2 separate regions of the Mus musculus genome follow, and region 1 is linked to region 2. The links are chromatin contacts, called in public HiChIP or PLAC-seq maps. All regions are on one chromosome and are shown on one strand. Each heading gives the region's core, a stretch centred on a gene start, on an enhancer-like site or on the middle of the called end of the contact. The rest is flanking DNA. Distances are from core to core; before and after follow the strand shown. Region 1 has its middle 13 kb from the start of Gm10851. Region 2 holds the start of Sfmbt2 (Scm-like with four mbt domains 2).

The links. HiChIP or PLAC-seq counts read pairs in DNA pulled down with a chosen protein or histone mark.
Region 1: an H3K27ac HiChIP or PLAC-seq map of embryonic stem cells shows a contact between it and region 2, with 4 times the contacts expected there. The contact joins the enhancer-like site here to the promoter of Sfmbt2 in region 2. A contact is called at or near these places in 1 of 39 promoter capture datasets (hippocampal neurons), 2 of 484 Hi-C or Micro-C datasets (cortical neurons and embryonic stem cells), 8 of 115 datasets of contacts at active chromatin or transcription factors (astrocytes, embryonic forebrain, embryonic stem cells and 2 more) and 1 of 9 other capture datasets (embryonic stem cells).

Annotation. Positions count from the first base shown.
Region 1 is chr2:11,532,230-11,537,358 of GRCm38.p6, forward strand. It overlaps a transcript of Pfkfb3 not described here. Among named protein-coding and RNA genes, the nearest start is that of Gm10851, 13 kb to the left of the region's middle. Within about 2 kb of position 2,877, at least 339 of the 459 cell types and tissues checked have an H3K27ac peak or open chromatin away from gene starts, as enhancers often do. A contact at or near this core is called in cortical neurons, embryonic stem cells, forebrain and 1 more, where this site is marked.
Region 2 is chr2:10,368,775-10,374,505 of GRCm38.p6, forward strand. Sfmbt2 (Scm-like with four mbt domains 2) reads left to right here and starts at 1,677. Exons shown (of 23, transcript NM_001198808.1): 1 at 1,677-1,778.

The sequences.
Region 1 (5,129 bases), core at 1,627-4,126, 1.2 Mb after region 2:
TTCTATAATCCTAACATCCGGGATGCTGAGGTGGGAGAAGTCACTGAGAGGGTGAGGCTGCCTGGATTCATAGCTTGGGATACACAGCAAGATCCGGTCTCACACAAAACCACAAACCCTTCCATCTCAACATTCTAGAACTGAAACCTAAAAAAAAAAAAAAAAGACTGGGAAAGCCTTAAAGAAACACACAGGCAAGGGAAAGAAAAACAAGAAGAACAACCTTATATAAGTGTGTATTTGGGAGGCAGGCAAGGACAGTCCCTCTTCTGATCTCTTCTGGTCCCTCCTGGTCAGTTCTTCAGACAGATCTCAGCATCTGGGTTTTTTCTTAAACGTGAATATTGAGAGGTGGCTTTTTTGTTTATTGTTTGAGACACTGCCTCAATTGTATAGCTTTAGCTGGACTGTGTAGACCACACTGGCTTTAAACTCCCAGGGATCCACCTGTATCTGCCTCCCTAGTGCTCGGATTAAAGGTATGTGTCACCACACCTAGCTGTTTGCTTCTAAAACAGGGTGCAGTTCCCATCTGTCTGGTCTCAAACTCCCTAGAGAGTTAAGGATGATCTGAACACCTTGGCCTCTAGAGTCCTGGTATTATAGGCATGTACCACCGCTCCCAGGTCATGTAGCACCAGGGACGTCGGCCGTACCACCACTCCCAGGTCATTGTAGCACCAGGGAACCCATTGTAGCTCCCAGGGTTACCATTGTAGCCAGAACATGCATACAAGTTCTCTAGCAGCTGAGCTACCTCCCCAGCAAGATTCCATGTAATCTGTAAGCCCCTCTGCAGATCCCAATGGTCCCCTCTTCCCTTCAGTGTCACCTATGCCACCCCCCCCCGTTAAAATCAAGTCTCTCAAGCAGAGAAGATCTACTCTTCAGCGATGATGCCAGTCTTTGAGACGCCCACTGAGTCATGGTGGCTTCGTTTTAGCTACCTATAGCCTTCCACTCACTGAGATGCCGCTCTACTGGTTACCATGGATACCCATATTATACTTTTCCAGGCCCAAGAGTAAGAATGCAAAAGGTGTTCTCCCCAAGGGCCATCTAAGGCCAACATGACTTCAGGAACTCTAAAAACAAAAACAAAATACAAAAAAACAGCACTCATTACAGAGAAGCAACCAGGTGTGAATGCTGCCTTGGGTAAATCCTTCTAAGCAAAACACAAACAAAACCCACCAAACAAACAAAACTTTGATATCAAAGTTTCAGGATGGGTTCTTAGTCTGAGCTACATGAGGCCCTGACTCAAAAAGAAAAACACAGAAGGAAATTTTTATCTAAAACATTTAGCACCTCTGAAAGTTCGTGCTTCATTCTGCAGCCCAGGCTGGCCTGGAATTCATAGTTTGTAGCCTAGACTGCCCTTGACTCGTGGCAATCCTCCTGTTTCTGACTCTTGAAATAAGGGATATTAGTACCTACCCTGTAGGATAGTAGGGGCAGGGGCAGGCCTGTTTGTGTATTTGTGTGTGTACATCTTTTAAAGGCAAGATCTCACGTAGCCCAGCCTGGTCTCTAACTTGCTATGAAGCTAAGACTGGCCTTGAATTCCTGATCTCTTGACTACCTGCTAGGATTATACATATATACGATCATACCCAGATATCCCTAGGGTAATACCAAACCAAAACCCAGGGACCACAGAGCTGATGCAGACCAGCATCTCTCTCCTGACTTTTCAGGGAAGTAGACTCTGTGTTATCTTCTAGGTAATAAGTACTCAGGTCAAATTCATCCTTAAGACACAGCTCTGAGCCGGGCAGTGGTGGCGCACGCCTTTAATCCCAGCACTCGGGAGGCGGAGGCAGGCAGATTTCTGAGTTCGAGGCCAGCTTGGTCTACAAAGTGAGTTCCAGGACAGCCAGGGCTATACAGAGAAACCCTGTCTTGAAAAACCAAAAAAATAAAAATAAAAATAAAAAAATAAAAAAAAATAAGACACAGCTCTGCAGATCTAATCTGCTTTGAGGAGGGGAAGGGTTAGAAAGCTGGGGACAGGGTAGGAAACAATGAACAGCTGCTGATATCACGATGCCGTTGTATTTGTTAAACCCATAGTCAGGATCATACTTCCTGGTGAGGTGGAGATGGGACATCCTTCCTTAGTGCTGGGCAGTCCTTTTCCACCTGTACATAGAGCAGCAACACACCTTAAAGAGCGAACCTTCCAGACCAAATGATAAATCGACGCAGAACCCTGCAGACTATATCACTTTTTGCAAGGTCATCTACCTATCTATCATCTATCTATCTACCTATCTATCATCTATCTATCTATCTATCTATCTATCAGGATAAATTCTTTTATGGATACACAAAGGCTTGGGGTACGCAAGATGAAAACTGAGTTTTAGGCACCCATCTCTCTCTCCTGTGAATGTGAACTTCTAGCTCAATCTGATTCCTGGACAGAACCCTATAATTTTTCAGTAATGAATCTCAAATTTGGCTCCTATAAGTTTATATCCCCCGAGGCAAAAGCAAGACCAACACAACCTCCTGTTTACCCAGCCTTCCAAATACTAGCAGATCGAAATCATGAGCCTCTCCTATCCTGCCCTTATCTTGCATCCCCACTGCTTACAAGGAAGCCTCACATGACATTTCCACTCTCACCGGCTCAGCAACTCTTCCTGTCCTCTTAGCTAAGTGTTGTGTGTAGTCACAGATGCAATGCATTCTAGGTCCTATGAACTAAGATGGTAATGGGCAGCCTCAGGGGTTCTCAGAGCCTTACCCTAAAGCTAGCTTTGGCTTCCTCGTTTCTGGACCAAAGCGATCATCTAGATCGGAAGCATTCTTCTCACAGCAGCTTCCGTGAGTTATTTACACAAATGCCCAGCAGAACATCGCGTCCGTGATCAGGGGGGTTGGCATACTCTGCTGCCAAGCAATTGTACTACTGTCGAAGATTAAAAACACTCTGTGCTCTTAGGCAATCGCCCAAGTTCAAGGTTTCAAAATTTAAAAGAGAGAGAGAGAGAGAGAGAGAGAGAGAGAGAGAGAGAGAGAGAGAGAGAGAGAGAGAGAAAGGAAAAATAGATTTTTAAAATAGACCTGTCCTTGTAACTGTTTTTCTTTTGTGGGTTTGCAAGCCCACCCCGGCCGCACCCGCCTCTCGGTTCCTCTACAGTTATTTACAAAGCGTAGCGGCTCCCAGGCCTTCTTGGAAAATTCCCTTTGCCAGGAAGGCGACCCAGCGGGCCAGCAGAGGCGGGAAGCCCAGGGACTGCAAGCCCTCCACCCATGCCTGCGGTGCACAGACACGTGCGTGCGACAACTGGGAGCACAGACGGGCACGTGAACTCAGCGTGCCGTACAGTCCCGAGGGGAGGAGCGAGCGCTGACCAGCTCGTGGGCCGGCCGTGCGCCGCAGCCAATCTACGCAGACCTGCTTCTAGGCCACGCCCCTTTGTTGCCAGCTGCTGCGTCCCGAGCTGACCTCTTCAGGATGGTGAGACAGCGGGCAGTCTCTGCCCAGGCTGCGCGCAGTGCTACCCACCACTTTTCTGGGCGCGGATACAGTAGAGGATGCCGTCCCTATGTTCCTATAAGGGATCTCAGAGACAGGGTTCCTCCCCTACACTAGGTTGGGTTGTCGGGTTCTTCCGGGTCCTCTTCCCTGGTAACCACTTCAGGACATAAGCCTACCTTCTTCGTTGCTTCCACCCCCATAGCCACTCTCAGAAATCAGAGGCAGAAAAGAATGTTCCAGGGTTGACATTCAATCTACTGAAGTGTTTGGTTTGTTTTTTGTCTTCGGTTACTTTTCTGAACTAGACAAGTCTTTAATCCCAACATTCTAGAGGCAGAAGGTAGTGGATTTCTAGGAGTTTTAAGCCAGCCTGAGTTACATAATGAGTTCTGACAAGCCGGAGCTAGATGGTGAGACCTAATAAATAAATGAATAAATAAGTTAATGATTAATTTTTGGAAGCCAAACGTGGCAGTAGTCCACAACTGTAAGCACAGCGCTTGGAAGGCGGAGGCAGGAAGATCAGAATTTCGGGGTCATATTATAGTGAGTAAGGAGACAGTCTAGGCTACATAAGACTCCATCTCAAACGCCAGTTTCAAAATGTGAGGTTTCTTCATTTAAATTTTAGCGAACATACAAAATAATGGGTTTCATTGTAAAATTTTCTTACATATATGTCATTGTAGTTTGCTATTACTATTATCTTCATTTGGAGGGACGGATCTTGCTGTGTAGATCTTGCTGTTGCCCTCAAAACCAAGTTCCTCCTGCTTTAGCCTCTGTAGCCTCTTTAGCCTGGTGCTGGATTTCAGATGTGCACCTCCAAGCCCAGAAACAAAAAACAACTTTTTGGTTTTTTAAAGTAGTACGTGCTCATTGGGCAATGACGAAAAGATACCAAAAAAAACTATGTTTTTTGTTTGTTTTAAAACTAGTATATGTTCATTGGGCAATGGTTAAAAGAACATCAAATAACTGTGGTGGTATTTCCTTCTAAATTTCCATATATTTGAGATACTTTATAATGCCCCAGGAGCTCTGGTATTTGACCTCACTGATTGCCCTTTACAAAATGTCATTGCTTCTGGTGGTCATCAGATGTTATCATTAAGAATTTTACTTTTCTAATTAAAATAAACAGACTCTGGTCATGGTGGCTAGGCTAGCCTTGAGCATACAAGTAATCCTCCTGCCTCAGACTTCCAACTTCTGAGAGACAAGTTTGGAAGAAAATATCACCAGGAATATCTGATGTTATTTCAACCATTGCAGATTTAAAATTATTTGGAGGACAGCATCTTTTATGTTTATCAGATGCCTGACACAGCCTCATAGACACAGAAATAAGTACCATTGCCAACAAAAGTCAGACTAGCCTGGAACTTACTATGTAGCCCAGGCAGGCTTTGAACTTACAGAAACCCTCCTGCTTCATCTTCTCAATTGCTAAGATTACAGGCATTAGCCACCATATCCAAATCACACAGCATGATTTTTAATTTTGTGTGTGTGTGTTTTATATAAAGGCTGCTCTGATGATATTAATTCTCAACTCCACCAGAGGTGTAGGCTGGCATGGAACTCATGACTTTTCTTCTACCTCTGCATCTTCAGCACCAAAACTTGGGAAATG
Region 2 (5,731 bases), core at 427-2,926:
GTGGTCTAAGAGGAAACAAGTTTTGGGGTAAAGGTCCTTGGAAAGAGAAGATTGCACACATTTGTCAAATATTGGTTTTGGCTGTTAGCTCTCCTGCTTGTATGTAAGCTTCCATGACCTGCATCTTTAAGAAATATTTAGATACAAAGAGTCTGTGGAAAGTGGATTCTTCCTTGCTTTTGAAGGAAATGAGCATGTAAAAAAAAATGACTACATGCGGCTCAACAAATACACAACACTTATTTATTACTTATAACGCAACAAGATTTAAACCACTACATGCCTCTAATATAAATATAAACACACAGTTTTTTTTTTTAACCTTGTAAGTTCTCATGACATGATTCTTAGGAATTTACAGAATATAAAGGAGAAACTTTTCCTCTGTGAACTTTTCTAATTTTTTTCTGTGACATTAGAGAAATGGAAGAGCATATACATATCTTACAGTTAACAAAACTAATTTAATTACTTTTTAACACAGTGGTGAAATGAATGGCTTAGCCAGAATTTAGGAATGCAAGAGCATATATAGTCAGTGCTATCAGAGACTTATTTGAAGGGAGATTTTTCAGAAAGTGTTAATTATTTTTTAGTGAATCACTTAGTACTATTAATCGTGAGACTGAACATGACTTCTCCTGAGTTGGAGTGCATTTTGTCTTTGGAAAGGCAGTCTCTGCTTTCTCTACTTCTTTATTTCTTGGCAGTGGTTACTGTTTTATTGATTTGGAGTGGGTCCCGCATTTGGAGTCACACATCCCTAAAGGGTCTGGTTGTGAAATGAAAGTGGAAATTAGACGGCATTGGAACGGGACGAAGGAGTACCTTTAACTTCGGAGGGAACCTGCTAGCCACTTTTCATTGCCTTTTGGGTGCCCTGGGATAAAAGTGGGAGGTGGGTTAAAAAGAAACAAAAAACAAAACAACAACAGCAGCAGGAGCAACGATCACAAAGAAAAGCCAAAGGACATAAGAAAAGCCATGTGCCAAGAGTGAATTAAAAGTAAAGGATATTGAACTTGGAGACCGTTTGCTGTAGACATCATTGGAGTAATTTGTGTAAACAGTGCGGCCACTACGTGCAGTGACAGCGCAATGTTTTTTATTTCTTAATCATGACAGGTAGATAGATAAATACACAAATGAATGAATGAATGAATGGGTGGGTGGAACTCCGCGCCATTTGCTATAGATCCTTGGGCAGAATTACATAATGTGGGTCTGAATATCAACCATATAGAGATTGCTTAATTACTTTGTCGAATCAGGTAAGATAATCAGGTGTGTGTTTAAAAATTTTGATGGAACAACGTTCAGTGGGCAATCGTAACTTTAAACCAGGAAATAGACCCGCAACCCTTACCGCGTTGGTAGGTTACAACTCAAGCCTCGTGGCTGGTGGACTGATAAAATTCTATTTCCTTCCAAAGGGGAGCTGCCCGGAAGTCCTGGTAGGGAAGCTGGGAGCTAGGTGGGCGGTCTAGGACGCACAAAGGAGTTCTGCTGCCTAAGGCGTCCAACGCAACCACAACCTGAGGCTTTGGAGAGTTGGGTTGGACAACCTAGTGTGAGTTGAGAGCTATTCCGGTCTAAGAGTGCTTTGCGCTTGGTTATTGGGGGGAGGAGGGAGGGAAGGGGGAAGGACAGGACCCTGACCACTCCCCTGGACGGAAGCGCAGGTTGGGTCTTGTGGGTCTAAGCCTCTAAAGGTGACTTTGAGCCTCTTTCCCACCTCTTTCTGAAGGATCAGCTGCGAGTTGAAGGAGTGAGAAGAGGTAAGTTGGGACTTTGAGACCTAAACCTGGACATACACTCTGGAATCCTCGGATTCTTCACCTGAGACCACCTTGGGTTAATAAAAGAAGCAGTTGCGGGTGTAGATGGGATGAATAATGTTCAGGGACGGGATTAATTTATTTTTGAGAAGTTTCTGCCGTCAGGAGTCTCCGACCTTAAGGATGATGAGCTCAAAAAATACATTGGTGTTCCTAAGAGTTGGACACCGGGAAGCTAGCTTCGGGAGTGGCAAACTCCGGCGGGTGATAAAAGTGTGAACCTCAGAGAATACTGATAAGCGAATGACTGGGGCCTTCAGGGTCTTAGATGGCTCTGTACTAAACGGAGGTGTATGGGCAAGGCGAGACGCTTTAGAGCTAAAGAATTCTCTAAAATGTGAAGGAAATATTCTCAGACTGGCAGGGCTCAGTCTTTTGTAACTTCCACCACGCTTTCCGAATCTCTGACTTTCGCCCACCATTCCCTCCCACCCCCCACCCCTGAGGCCCAATAATGGCGAGAGCCATTTCTGCGCTTCTCCCTTCTAGATTCTTCCAGATGACCTAAAGCCTCATAGTTGGTGATGTCTCCCGCGCAAAGTTAGCCTCTGGCCCCGTCACTCTATTGGCGGTTCCTAGCCCTCACCACTCCCTAGGGAACCACGTGTGGGAATTTCGCTGGGATGTTAGGATCAGGGAGGGTGACTAAAAATCTCAGTATGTAGTTGTTTTTTCGGAGAGTGGTGTAAGGGATAGGTGGGCAATAGAAGACTACGGAGTGGAAGATTTTTTTTTTTTTTTGAAGTCGGGGTTGTAAAGGCAAAGACCTTGAGCAATTGTGTCTTCTGTTTCCTAGTCGATAGAACCAGCTCTATATTCGCTCTACTGCTTCCCAGCTTCATAAACGGTGAGTTTTGTCTACCTGGGCATCTCCAGCTTTTCTGTATAGGGGACATTTCGTTTGTGTTCCGTACCACCATTGCGCCCAAGGCCCGGGAAGCTCATTAGCCCTTGCGCCACGCCCGTGAAAAAGTGCGGGTAGACCCCGCAGATCAGATTGGGCGGATCTTCCGCTCCATTCCTATAGATCATGAAGGACCTGGTTTTTCTTGATATGGGCCAGGGAAACCCCACCCTACGGGAACCTGTCCTGGCCAGGTGTCCCACCAGAAGCCCAGCGAGCTTCGTCACTCGCATTCCTGTAGATTGCAGCTGGTAGATCCCCGGCAGTCCAAACTTAACTCCCAGCATTTTTGGGTGTGGTACGGGCCCAAAGAAAACCTCTTCTTCTCTCCCCCAAGAACAGATTTTTTTTTTTTTGAGAGTCTTCATATAAAAGCACAATTAAAGTACAGGGTGGGGTAGACCAGACGGGACCTTCGATTTTGTTTTTAGGGTCCCCCATTCTCCTCACTTCAAAAACTCTTGGACGGGTAAAGCACGAGATTATGCTCTAGGTAGACCAGGGGATTGCAAACCTAGAAAACAAACAACAGCTGAGAAATTGGGGTGTGAGTCCAGTTGTCGGGGCAAATGGGTGTTCGGGTACGCTTGCGGTGTGAACTTTCTACGGATCACTTGTGGAGGGAGTTGAAGGAAAGGAGGGAAGGGAACCGCCCCAGGGGTCCTCGTGGCGAGGTCCGTGCTCACTGGGGGAGGTGTCTACCTATGCCTGGGCGGGGGGAGGGGGGAGAGGCGGGGGGAGGCGGGGGGGGGCGGTGGGCGGGGGGAGAGTGTCACCTTGTGGGCGGGAGAAGGAGTCTACCACGAAGAGCAGGCTAATTGGCTCGAGACATTTTGCGAGCATTGGAAAAAGGTCGTTGAAGGAGTTCGCTCTACAGAGAAAGAGAGAAATCTTAAAAAAGAGTGCCGGGCATGCGCATAGAGAGGATGCCATATTGGAATGAGGCTGTAGTGGGAGCTGGAGGACCCGAGCGGGCGCGCTAGGGAGGCGGCGGGTAGAGAGCGAGCGAGCAAGAGAGGGCGGGTGAGCCGGACCCGCGCCCACTCCGGTCGCCCCCGGGGGCCAGGTTCCACCATTCCTGGCAGGACAAACTTAATCAGGTAGGACGCCGCCCCAGACACGGTCCCCTCGTCCAACCCGGCCCGCGAGCAGATCTCTGGCCCGCAGGTTGAGTGTGCCGAAAGGCGTCTTTTTTTTTTTTTTTTTTTTTTTCCCAGTTTAGTTTTTTTTTTTTAAAGAAGGAAGCTCGAGCCAGTCTGGGTGGAGGGGGGAGGCGGGGGGTTGGGGAGGAAGGAGGAGAAAAACCGAAGCGCAGAGGCTGGAGAGGAAATGAGAAGCACTTGAGCGAAGCCTCTAACTCCTCTCTGCGCTCTGGGTTGTCATTTTTTCTCATTCCCCACCCCCTTCCCCCCGACTCCCGGCTCTGAAAAGCCAGGCCTTGCGGGAGTCTGTCCGGAGTTGCAAAGTGACCTCGTCCTCCTCCGGGTGCAGTCTGTTCCCTCCCCGCCGCCCACCTTCCTCGTTTATGCACTCGCTTTAGCGGCGCAGCCTCCTCTGCCACCTACCCCGGGTTCCCGCGTCTCCTCGGAGCCGGGGTCTCCCTCTTTTGGTGTGCATTGGGGGGGGGGGGGGGCTAGGAGGTTGTAGAGAGGAAAGTGATGGCGTGGAGAGAATTGGAAAGCAGCAAGGGTGGGGTAGGGGCTGTTCCCAAAAATCGCGCAGACGTTTGGAATCGCCGGATTGGAAACATTTGCCTTGTGCAGCGGAATTGAAATTGTCAATAGTAGTTTCGGAGCGAGCTCTAGCAAGGACGACCTTTTTGTTCATTTTTATCACCCTTTGAAGTAATATCCTGTCACTTGGGGCTTTCTTGTGTACACTCATCCTGCCCCTTTTCAGAATGTCTAACAGGATCGAGCTCTGGAGTTTATTTATTTATTTTTATGTGCGTGTGTCTTGGTGAAATCCTCTTTAAAAAAAAAAAGCAACGGCAGGAACTGCTGGATGTGTTGTTTTTTTTTTTTTTTTAAATTTTTACCTGGAGCGGCTGAACGGGATTAGGCTGGGAAAGGGAGAACATTTGAGGGGTGGGAAGCGATTGGTTTTCTGTGGCCGGACACAGGTCCCCAGCCCAGTCAATACTTGTGTTTTCTTGGAAGCGCTACAGCAGCGGGGAAGGAGTCTTTAGACACCGTGCCAGTTCCAATATGGCGGGCTAAGGTGGCTTTTAAAAACTGAAAATAAAGGTTTTGAGGTGGGAAAAAACCCAACTGAAGTGGCCACGCCTTAGTTTCTACTCTCTTTGGTTACTCCAGGAGCTGCTTTAGCGAATTAAATAGGAAAAAAGAGGTGGGGCGAGGTATTCCAGTTTTTTCCGTGGTTTATCTGTACGAAGTCCATTGCTAGAGGATCTAGGGTGGAGGGTTGCCTCGGGCCAGAACGAGGGTATCCAAGCGCAACTGCCTGGTGTGTGTGCTTGTGGGGTCGTGTACAAACTCTGCACGTGCAGTCGGTCGCTAGGGTGTGTTTAAAGAAGCCCCCTCCCCCACGCCAACGTGCGTACGAGTCTCGGAACCAGACTCTGCCACGATCTGACGTGACAAACTGCTGACACGAGGTGCATCATCCACGAGGGCAGAGGGAATGATTAATTTCCCTTTTCTAGGGGACGTGTTTTCTTTCTTCCTCAGCGTTGAATCCTGCGTGGAATGGGCGGAGCGAGTAGGTGCTTATTATTATTATTAAAGAGACTAACTGTCCAGGGTACTCGGTTCAATCGGGAGGGCTGCGTGCAGCCAATGGGATTTTGTGTGCTGGCGAGATTAGGTCTGAGGCACATTTAGTGATTGGCCCTTGTTTTGCTGCACTCTCCGCAAAGGTGAGTGGTAGGGGGCCTAGTGGGGGAAGTGCAGACCTCCCAGGAAAAGGCAAACAAGGTCAAGCCTTAGAGTTGCCAGGTCACTTTCGATTTTCCCGTTCTAAGCAAGGT